Regions from separate parts of the Triticum aestivum genome. Here region 2 is linked to region 1. Evidence: chromatin contacts called from public HiCAR-type data. All regions are on one chromosome and are shown on one strand. Each heading gives the region's core, a stretch centred on a gene start, on an enhancer-like site or on the middle of the called end of the contact. The rest is flanking DNA. Distances are from core to core; before and after follow the strand shown. Region 1 holds the start of LOC123041583. Region 2 holds the start of LOC123045888 (cytochrome b561 and DOMON domain-containing protein At3g07570).

Evidence for each region. HiCAR-type assays count read pairs that join an accessible place to other places.
Region 2: a contact with region 1 is called in a HiCAR-type map of leaf, with 9 times the contacts expected there. The contact joins the promoter of LOC123045888 here to the promoter of LOC123041583 in region 1. A contact is called at or near these places in 2 of 5 Hi-C or Micro-C datasets (both in leaf) and 1 of 1 datasets of contacts at active chromatin or transcription factors (leaf).

What each region holds. Positions count from the first base shown.
Region 1 is chr2B:535,596,666-535,602,725 of IWGSC CS RefSeq v2.1, forward strand. LOC123041583 reads left to right here and starts at 4,703. Exons shown (of 1, transcript XM_044464178.1): 1 at 4,703-5,546. The coding sequence starts at 4,808. The coding sequence ends at 5,296.
Region 2 is chr2B:535,884,632-535,889,929 of IWGSC CS RefSeq v2.1, forward strand. LOC123045888 (cytochrome b561 and DOMON domain-containing protein At3g07570) reads left to right here and starts at 1,612. Exons shown (of 4, transcript XM_044469118.1): 1 at 1,612-2,096; 2 at 2,204-2,603; 3 at 2,729-3,027; 4 at 3,545-4,050. The coding sequence starts at 1,905. The coding sequence ends at 3,781. It overlaps LOC123045889 (transcription factor RF2a), which reads right to left. Exons shown (of 4, transcript XM_044469119.1): 4 at 4,317-5,088. The coding sequence ends at 4,685.

The sequences.
Region 1 (6,060 bases), core at 3,453-5,952:
AGTATTTACAAAATGATAAACGTGTATAAAATGTACAAGGTTTATGGAAACAAGCAGACATCAAAATTATATATTCAAAGAATGTTAATCACGCATTGGAAAATGTTAACCATGTATTTCAAATAGGTTAAATGTATATTATTTTTTACATGTATATAAAAATATATGATGTGTATGAGAAAGGAAATAGGCATCAATATGTTTGTAGAAATGTAAATTATATATTTAAAAAATGTATTTAGAAATGTACATGATGTATACGAAAAATGAGGACTTGTTTATTCAAAAAATGTTTACTATGTATTTAAAAGAGTGTTTTAAACATGTATTAAAATAAAAACGTTTGTCATGTATTTACAAAATATTCACCATGTATCGAATAAATGTTTTACATGTACACTAAAAATGTATGTTGTGTTCTAAAAAAAAGTAGATGTGTGTTAAAAAATAAAACCAATAAAACACGACAAAGATAAAAATGGTCGGCTTAGTGTTGCACAGGCACTCGAAAAAGATCAGGGCAGACAGAATTACCCTCATTATAAGCGAGATATAGCTCTTGCGGCATTTTTTATTTGACATTTATTGGAGAGAAACTAACTGTAGGTTACCCTTTGCGGCGGACCTCCAGGGGTCACTTTTGGTGCCCTAGAAGCACGCCATGTGGTGCATCTAGCAGCCGCCACATGTTGCATGTGGGGTGGTCCCTCTGTAATTTTCTTTTTGTGTGCCTTTTAATGTTTAAGATGGGGTTTTTTAGGTTTTTCTGGATTTTTTATTTTTTTTCCCGCTTTTCCCTATGTTTTTTAGGAAAAAATCATGGATTTTTTTCATAGAAAAAACCATGCTTCCACAAGAAACACATATTTTTTTCCTTGTAGAGGCACAAATTTGCTTTCGTGAGAAGCACAGAAGCACAGATTTGCTTTCGCGAGAAGCACAATTATGCTTCTTGAAAAGGGGAAAAGCTGGGGAAAACCCGTGCTTTCTGCTCCGGGTTTTTTCTTCCGGTTTTTTTCATTTGTTTTTTAGTTGCCTGCTTTTTCAACTTTTTTGTATTTGTGTTTTCTTTTTTCTGTAAAAAGAGTTTGTCGAAACGTATTAACATGGGTTCTAGTTTTAAAGATCTCAACGCAAAAATTTCAAAGAGATAAAATGTATTGAATAAATGAATCTTCAGCAAAAATGAAAACTCCTAGATTGAGACAAGTGGCGCACATGTAATACGTTACTTGTCTGCGCCTGAGAAGATGAGAGCGACATTTGCAAGGGGTAACCCTTAACTAGTTTTCTTGGTAAACATCACTCCACTTTATTCCAATGCGACATGTATAGAGATCATTACAATGTCATTTGGAATGCCAGGCCAAACATAGCGCCTGTAGCCAGGAGAATATCTGGTGCACCGGTGTTTATGGTGTTATCGGTGCACTGAGCTCACCTCCCACATTTTAAAATGTTTAAAACATTCTTAAAATGATTAGTACATTCACACAACACTATTGTAGGTTGTCAAAAAAATTCACTTCAAAATTTCGAAACATAGCTCAAAAAACAAAAAATGACAAATTCAACACTAAAAAGTATGTGGGCTTTAGATTTGGCCCATTATCACAGGGATGCCAAATTTTTCATTTTCGTTTCTCAAGAAATGTTTCAAACTCTGATACAAAATTCTGTGACAACATATATTAATGTTGTATCATTGTGCTAGAATTTTTTCCTGATTTTTTAAACATTCTATGGCATCCGGGGCACTGGTAGCACCACAAGCATGTGCATCAGATACATCCCCCCCCCCCCCCACACACACAGAGAGAGAGAGAGAGAGATATTAGCTAGATAATGAGCTTCAAAATTAATCCTACTTTCAAACGCATAAACTAGTGATTTCACATATATTGTGCAAAATGTCGAGCAAATGCATAAAGCGCTAGCGACTTGGCCAAATAATTACAAGGGTCCACTATTACGAGCAGATTCATCAAAGCCTTTGTGTAGTCTTACCAGGGAGAAATGAATACCATTCAGACTCAGTCACCCAACCCGACAAGATCTTTTGTTGTGCACCCAACGCATTAGATCGCACCTCCAGCAGGTTCATCAAAATCAATGTCGACGTTGTGGTTGGGAGAGGAGGACATTATGGAGCAGTAGATGCGATTTACCGAGACCAAATAGGGCTATTCCTTGGTGCATCGGCCATTGTTTATCAACGTGTTTTAGATCCGGCGACACTTAAATGTATGGCGATCAGGGAGGCCCTAACCCTAGCGGATGATCTTTATGAGATGAGAATTCAAGTAGCTTCAAATTGTAAAGTGGTGATGGAGGACTTTGGAGACAAAAGCCCTGCAGTGTATGGCGCAATCATACATGAAATCATAGAACATAAGTCTGCTTTTCAGTATTGTAATATTAGTCATGAATTTAGGAGCTCAAACATTGAGGCTCACAAATTTGTGGTCATTTTAAATCCCAGGAAGTAGACAAATGTCTATGGAAATTAAAAAGCTTTATCCCTATCGGTTGGCCGATGTTCGTCTGGGTCAACCGGAAGGAATTTCTTTCGTCCATGTAAATACTATGACGAGTTAATATAAAGCTTTGGAGTTTGTCTAAAAACTATGGCAGTAGTTTTTGGTCGTCCTTTCCTGTTTTTCTTTCCACCTGTTTCCAATGTTCTCTTATGGTTTTATTTTCTTCTTTTGTCTTTTTCTTTCAATTTCATTTTCTCTTTTACCATTCGAAATTCATGAAAAAAATTTAATTCAGTAATATTTCTCGAAATTTAAGAGCATTTTCTAAATACACAAATATTATTAAATTTAAAATGTGTTTTTAATATGAGCACTTCTAAATTTCAGAATATTTTGAAAAAATGAATGTGATTAAAATTGTCAAAAATTTAAATTGATGATCATTTTCTGAAATATACGTTTAGAAAACAAGACATTTCAAATGTTAGAACTTTTTACAAGTTTGTGGTCAAATTAAATTCGTGTACATTTAAAAAATTCATGAAGATTTTTAATTTCCATCGACGTTTGTCTACTTTCTGATTTTTCTAAATCAAACAATTTCTAATTTTGAGCAATATGGGGTTGGTTGTCCTGTTGGTTATCGAAGCTAACTTCAAATGAGGACGTTGCGGTTCGAATCTCACCCGCGCAGAGTTTTTTTGGAAAACCCTATTGGACTCTCGCTGCAGCAAAGTGTCGGGCGATCGCACAGAGCAGCCAAGCCAGCGACAAAACATGGCCGGCCCACTTCCAAATACACACAGTCTGTCCAAACGGTTCCAGTTTTCTGCTGTTGTTTTGATTCTTTTCTTGTTTTTCCGGCTTTCTATTATTTTTTCTTTTTCGTTTTTTCTGTTTCTGTTTCTTTTTATTTGTCTCTTTCTATTTTTCAAGTTTATTTTCCTTTTTCGAAAAGTGTCCAGAATTTTCAAATTTTTGTTACAAACATATGAAAATGTTTCCTTTGTTCAAATTTTGTTTCAAATGCACAAAATTCGAAAAAGATGAGAATCTCAATAATTGTTTGCGTTTTCAAAATTTCTTCAGAGATTTCAAAATATGTTCGAAGTCGCAAATTTTATTTCTTTTTTCAAAAATTGTTTGGAATCTTACTTTTGTTCTGAAAATTTGTTCGGAATGTTTCTTTTTGTTCTCATTTTTTTCTTCATATTTTGTTCATGTTTTTCGTGTTTTCAAAAGTGTTTAGTTCAAAAATTTGTTCGGAATGTTAATTTTTGTTCTCATTGTCGTCCGTGTTTTAAAAATTGTTCAGAATATTATTTTTGTTCTGAAAATTTGTTCACAATGTTATTTTTTGTTTTCATTTTTTCGAATTTTGTTCTTGTTGTTCGTGTTTTCAAAAGTTTAGAGTTCAAAATTTGTTCGGAATGTTAATTTTTGTTCTCAGTTTTACAAAATTTATTCATTTTTATTGAAAATGCTCCTGTTTTTCAAATTTTGTTCATAAATTTCAAAATTTGTTCGCTCATTGAAAAAAATGTTTGGTAATTCAAAAAATGTTCAACTTTTTAAATTATGTTCCCACACCAAAAATTCCTTTTTTCAGGAAATTTTTCACACTTTTTAGAAAAATATGGGAAATTTAAAAAATCTTCACATGTTTAAATTTTGTTATAAATTAAAAAATGTATGGGAATTACCACAGTGGCTATGGACTAGCTTCCTTGGCGTGAGGAGAAGAGTTCGATTTGTTGCCAACAAATTTCATTTCTATGGAATTTGGTGAACTTGTTTTATTTTCACGGCTGCCTATAGTTCTTTAAGTTTCGCGCTGCAATTCTTACATATTAGCGCGCGTGTCGCAGTGGCTTGCGCATCGCGGGCATCTATAGAAGGTCGTGAGTTTGAATCCTACGTTGTGCATCTCTTTTTTGCTATTTTTCATTCCGCAAGGGCAGCGAATGGGCCGGCCCAGGTGACCCGTCTCCTGTGCGAACCTGCAGCATTTTGCCGCAGTAAGCGGCACATAGGAGGTCTCGAGTTTTTTTGCCCTTTAAAACAGGAAAACGGGATAAATGGGCCGGCCCAGAGTGGAAGGGGGGGAGGGGCGTGCGCCTGTTTGTGGAAAACGAAGTAAGGGGCGCAGAAGGCGCCGAATAAGGTTTGGCCCTGCGCGCGGTCGATGTAAAAGGAATTTGACAATTACAACGTTATGGGCTAGTAGGCCTTTACATACACTGACCTAGCAAGCGCTGCAAAATCTCCGAAGTAATCGCTGCGAAGCCCATAATCTCGTCACGTCAACCAAATCCAATCCACCAAAGATGGGCCTGAGCCCCTCGAAGCGCGTGGACGCGGCGCTCCGGCGGGCGCCGGCGTTCGCCGCCGCCTGCGAGGCCGCCTTCGACCGCTGCCTCGCCGATGCCCAGCACGCCTTCTCCGGCGTCCGCCCCTACCAGCTCGCGGACGCGTCCGCGCACCTCCACTCGGCCCTCCGGGGCTCCCTCCCTATCGTCCGCCGCTGGGTGCCCTCGCCGCCGGCGCGCGTGCGCGTAGACTCTGCGCTGCGCGCCTCTGGCTTGGAAGGCGCCGGCGAGCTCTCGCGGGATCAGTTCGGGGAGTTCGCGGCCGAGCTGTTCAGGGAGGCCGTGCTCGCCGGCGCGGCCGAGGCGGCGCTCGTCCGTGCCCCGGCCGGCGCGGCCGGGATCCTCGGGGTGGCCATCGTGTCCCGCGCAGGCGCCGGGGCAGCTGGGAAGTTGGTCGCTCTTTACACCGCCGGCGTCGCCGCCGCTGTTTACCTCAGCTTGGGCTAGACCTCTGTTAAGTTGTAAATCTGCACAATAAACTGCTTGTACTACTCCGATGTAATCTGAAGAGATGTTTCTTGCGTAGTATTGCCAGTATAAATACAAAGAGTGATTAGCAACAACAGGAGAGCCTAGGCTTGAAGGGAGGCGATCAAGGTTTCAAGTAGGGTTTGGTTTTCAGGTTTAGCCCTGAACTTCAGAATCTCCAGGTCTGAAGTGAGTGCCACCCTATCAAAGTGACGTCTGTTTCTCTGCTTCCATATGTTCCAGGCCGCCAGGATCGCAACTTCTTTGAACATGGCCTGATGCCAGCCTTCTAGTCGCCATAGCCATCACTCCTGCAGTGTATACCTCTGGAGGTGTCCCCATGAATATTCAAGATCCCCCAGCATGAAGCACTGAACTCACATTCGAAGAATAAGTGAGTGTTAGTTTCAACAGGTTAGTTGGAGCGTAGCAAGCATGAGTGATCATCACCAATGCTGAAGTGCCTCCTGCAGAGAAGATTCCTTGTGTTCTTGCGCTTCATCACACACTTGGATTTCCAGATGGCAGAGACGTGTGTCGGAGGGTTTAGATTTCTGAAGAAAAAATTGTAGAATTTGTTTGGCTTGAAATTGACATCCCCCCCAACAGAGAATCCATTCATCAGCCCTTAGAGGATAAAGAGAGATATTGCTTAGCTTTTCGGTCACCGCCTCCAGTTTTTGTCTAGCTTGAATAGACAGTGGCAATTGAAATTCTGATCAGGTTCAGGGTTAACCATGAAC
Region 2 (5,298 bases), core at 362-2,861, 280 kb after region 1:
TTGGTGTGCTTCAGGCTCGTTGGGGAATTGTGCGGAGCGCTGCAATAATGTAGGAATCGGAAAGTTTGTGGCAGCTGATGACATGTTCTGTTATTCTGCACAATATGATTGTCGAGGATAAGGGTGATGGTGTAGGCCAAACCCATAATTTCGAAGCACTCTTGATATCCCAGAAAATCAAGATGCGGCTCAGCTTATGAACTTTCTGCAGATGCATCAGAATCATCAGAATCTTCGAGATTAGTAGGTGCACACGTAGCTACTCAATTATCTTGTGGAGTACATGTGGATCCACTGCTTGAGTTTGACACTTCAAATAAATTTTATGTAAACGCTATCTATGCTTGATACCAACAATTGCTATTTATGTGCGACATTGTGTTGCGTGATCGACGTGCATGTATTTGCATGAATTTAAGATATGTGAATGCACGTAAGGAAATATGAGGGGCCGTCCGGATGCGCCCGCAGGCGTTTAAGAGGCCAGATTTGTCAAGTCCGGACGTAGATGCTCTTAAGATGATTCGTCCACCATTCAGTTCCACTGATCAATTAACCCGTGTATGTGAACGTATGTATGTATTCACCTCCTCTTCCATGGGAGAAACCACAGCACTCAAATACACAATACAAACTCTACCCGAATGAATGGCAGGAAGATCCCTCCAGGATCAAAGCATTGAGGCCAGGTTCCGACTTGCGCACCACTACGGCCGGTCTGGCCTGCCGCTACGGACGGTTTGGCAAGCGAGGGACGCGCCGTTCGAAACCGACGGATCGGTGTGCGCCACACTGGCAAAGAGCCGCATGTGCGCTCGGCATCTCCTCCCCGTTCTTTAATCAGCCCGTGCAGCTAGCCAAAGCATGAGCTGTGCCCGGACGCAATAACCATCTGGACCAGCCTGCCCCCGCCCTTCCTTTCCCCCTCCCCTCCCGTGCCACAGCGCCGTACCGCTGGGGGAGGCCGCCGGGCCCCATCCCCGGTGGTCGGATCGCGCGCGGCTTTCCCCTTCCTCGCTGTGCAAGCTCACCGCCCGCTTTGCCTGGAGCTAGACGCACTGGCTACTACTGGCTAGCCCACTGATTGGACGCGCGCCGGTACACATGCATACACGTACGCGACGTCGTTGCGTGGCGCTCCCGGTTTGTCCCTGCTCGTGTAATCTACCTCTACAGGACAAGCGACATGCTGGCGCCCGCCGATGGATTGGCTTCTATTTTGGCTGTTTTTCATCATTGGTTGCGCGGTCACAAGCAACGGCATTCTCATCGGGTTTAATCGGAAGCCTGGTAGTAGTAGTAGTAGTAGGTGTCGTCGGCGTGGCCATGCTCGATTTACTACTACTACAGAACTGTGTCCCAGTGTACGGGAGATGGGCCAAGTAAAGACTTTATTAGAGTGGAGCCAGCGTGGCTCTGGTGGTAAACAAACATGCATGGGTCTTCTTTCTCATTTCTGCAATCACATCAAGTGGAAAACCCGCTGCAAACTGCGGTGCAAGGATGGCTGGCGTGTAAATGCATGTGCGCCTCCTGTAGGTGAACCTTAACCACCAGCCAATAGCCATCCCAACACAGCACGATATATATCCATGTACACACAAGGACACCGCAACTTGAGGGAGGGAGGGAGTCAGGGAGGGAGGATATATGTACATACTGGCACAGGGCAACGCCATTCGATTGGAGGGCAGCAGCAGGGCAGCAAGCATCCTCTGACCTGCCAAACTGCCCCAGCAGCAGCGCGGCGGAACCTTGGCCATTTCCTCCCTTCCAAGCACCGCCAATCTTGTCCGGCCTCCGCGTCCACCGCGGTGCCCAACCCAAGAAAGACACAGCACAGGTGGTGGCCGTGGCACAGGAGCGGGAAGCTCGGGGAGAGGATTAGACTGACTGACGCGACAATGGGGGCTTCCTCTTGTTCCTCCGTGCGGCTGCTGCTGCCGCTGCTCTGCCTGCTCGGCTTCTGCTTCGCGGCGAGCCACCAGAAGTCGGACTCCTGCGACGGGGACCTCCAGGTGGCGCGCCTCGTCCCCTTCGACACCGACGCCTTCCACTGCATCACCCTCTGGAAGGACGAGGACTTCATCCTCAGGGTACGCCTTCTCTCACCGCATTGCTGCGGATTTTTGGTCTGGATTTTTCCAGCAATCAAGTCGTGGCTGCCTGATCTGATCCGGAATGCTTCTTGTGCCGTCGCCAGTACAAGAACACGGGGACGAGCCAGTGGAGCTTCGTGCTGTCGGCGCCGGAGAAGAGATCCTACGTGGCCGTCGGGTTCTCGGGCAAGGGGGGCATGGTCGGCAGCAGCGCCATGGTCGGCTGGTCGTCCGGCGGCAAGGGCGTCGCCAAGCAGTACTACCTCCAGGGCAGGAGCCCGGAGGCCGTGACGCCGGACGACGGCCGCCTCACCCTGGTCAGGAACAGGACCGTCGCCGTCTCCAAGTCCGGCCGGCTCTACCTGGCCTTCGAGCTCAGCACCGACCGACCGCAGCCGTACCTGATCTACTCCGTGGGCTACGAGGGCAGCCTCCCTTCCTCCTCCGACTACACGATCCAGATGCACCGCGACATGGGCTCCCGCTCCTTCAAGTTCGCCTCCGGTACGTACATCCATTATTAATTCCACCGCTAATTCATTTTCTTTTCTCCTCGAGAGAGCAGTGGTAAGAGAAACGGTAAACATTTTTACTAACCGAGGAGGATCTGTGGGTTGGTTTCTGTCCAGCATCGCCTTCTAGCGCCGGCAGCGAGTCGGGCGAGGAGGGGTTCCCGGCGAAGAGGTGGCACGGGCTGCTGTCCATGATGGGCTGGGGCGTGCTGCTGCCGATGGGCATGATGGTGGCGCGCTACTTCCGGCGGCAGGACCCGTACTGGTTCTACGGCCACATCGCCGTCCAGGGGCTGGGCTTCCTCATCGGCATCGCGGCGGTCGTCCTCGGCTTCCGGCTCAACGGGGACGGGCTCAAGAACATCGTCGTGCACAAGGTCATCGGCATCTCCATCCTGTCCATGGCATGCCTCCAGGTGCGTACGCAGCACAGAATTTTTCTTGAGTTCGATCGAGTCTCATTAGATTAGCCTTAATCTTCTTTTTACTGGATTAACCTTAATCTTAATAACATGGGGCGGTGGTTGTGTGGAAATTGCTGACTAATCTGAGTCCACTTTTGGTTCCTTGGCTGGCTGGATACATGTGCTGTGGTATCTAATCATTTGAGTTGCCAGAATGGCATGTGCTGTGTGGGATGGGAACACAAGCCTGGAACAGCAAGAAATTTTACCAGCTTATTAATTTCTAGGAGTACTGTAGTAGATGTTGACTGTGAATCTGACTTGCTAGTTAAGTGTAATTTCCACATGCCCCGTGATTTGTTGCCATCAGAATAGATAGATGCTGCCGTTCGTTGACTCCCAGGATAGTACTTACTGTCGGTCGCGTTCATGTTCTTGAGGACGGCAGAAGAACATTCTCCCGAGAGAGAGTTGAAACCACGATGATAGATGTGTGCTCACCCTGCTGCCTGTGTTGGTTGATGGACAGGTGACGGCGGTGCTGGCGCGGCCGGACAAGACGTCCAAGGTGCGGCGGTTCTGGAACTGGTACCACCACAACATCGGGCGCGTGGCCATCCTGCTGGCCATGGCCAACGTCTTCCTCGGCCTCACCATCGCCAGGGAGGTGAGCGCCTACATCGTCTCCTACGGCGTCTTCGTCGCCGTCTGGATCATGGCCGTCGCCGCCTTCGAGTTCAAGCGCTACTACGAGGACGACGACTGAAGACTCATCCATCACCCTTCATCCTACATGGAGGCGGCGATTCGCATAGAGAGAATTAATTTGGAGCAGCTACTACCAAACGGCATAGTTTGTGGTAGCTCACTTCGCAGTTTGGGCGGATGGCGAATTTGAGGATTCTGTTAAAAAAATATTCTTTTGCGGTATAGGATACGGAACAGGAGTGACTGATGTCGCTAAGCCTAATTAGCCGGACGCTCTGATTCATATTTGTACATTGGTACATGGTGTTATAATTCTTGTACCATCCCTGCCTTTTGGTTGCTTGGTAGATTGCTCAACTTTTCTTCCTCTTTTTTTACCTGTACATCGACCGATTTTATTCCATTCCATGATGGATTCACATCCCTTCGGCTTCACGTCTGAGCTTTTCCCCGCTGAGAGCAGTGGCAACATGTGGTACTGGAAGGCTGCAAATGTGGGTCAGCAATCATTCGATCTTGCTGAAAGAGAGATCTACCAAGCAAAATTTAGGCTATCCTATTTAGTAAGGAAAAAAAAGGTGCACCCAGAATAGGAATTTTCTTTCCACCAAGCATTTTATTTGCTCTGGCTGGCACAGACGCCAAGCCGACATGGTTGAGCTTCAACTATCAGTCTCTCACTCTGTTCTTGCACCATATTCGAGAAAGGTTTTGGGCACCAACTGTTTATGGTTAAATCCAGATGGAACACTCCGTCTGGTAAAAGTACTCGCTCCGCTTTCAGCAGTTCTGCAACAAACTTGCGACTGAATGGGGTCGACATTCTAGAGGACTGCTGCAGACATCTAGGCACCTACCTACACACTGCACTAGCCTATGCATGAGCCACTCGACTCAGGCAGTAGTACAACGCAAGTCTATTATTACTGGCAACTGACATGTACCCTACCTGCGCCGGTTCTCACGGCTCGCTCCTTGCGCGGCCATCGAAAGGGGACGGGCCCGCATTCTGCACATGGGCTGTCATGGCAATTCCCTTCATCTTGAGGTCTCCCGGAAATGGCAGTGCTTCCGGACGCAGCAGCGACTGCTGCTGCTGCTGCTGTTGCTGCTGCCGGACACTGGCAAGGCGTTGCTGCTGCAGGTGCATTTGGGGCTGCTGGTGCTGAGAGTGGATTTGGAGCTGCTGAAGCTGCTGAGCAGCCAGAAGAGATTGTTGTTGCATCTGGCTTCGCTGGTAGCTCTGTGAATTGACTCCGTACGAGGACAGACCGCCGAAATTCCCCAGGTTTCCATTGTTGGCGTTAAGCTGTCCTGTTGCCATCTTCAGCTGCTGAACCTCGTCCCTCAGTCTGTCGTTCAGCACTACATGTAACCAAAGGAACAGTTACCAAAGATGGTAGGGAACAAAGTTAACATAGCCAAAACTAAAACACAAGTAGACTCTGACGTGTAGATTGAATAGGAAAAGACCGAAAATGGCTGTTCAATCTCTAGATGATCAAGAAAAATCAGGACTCAAAATCCACGCGAATACTATCAAACTCAAGTTTTCTGTGTTATAAGAGCAAGTGG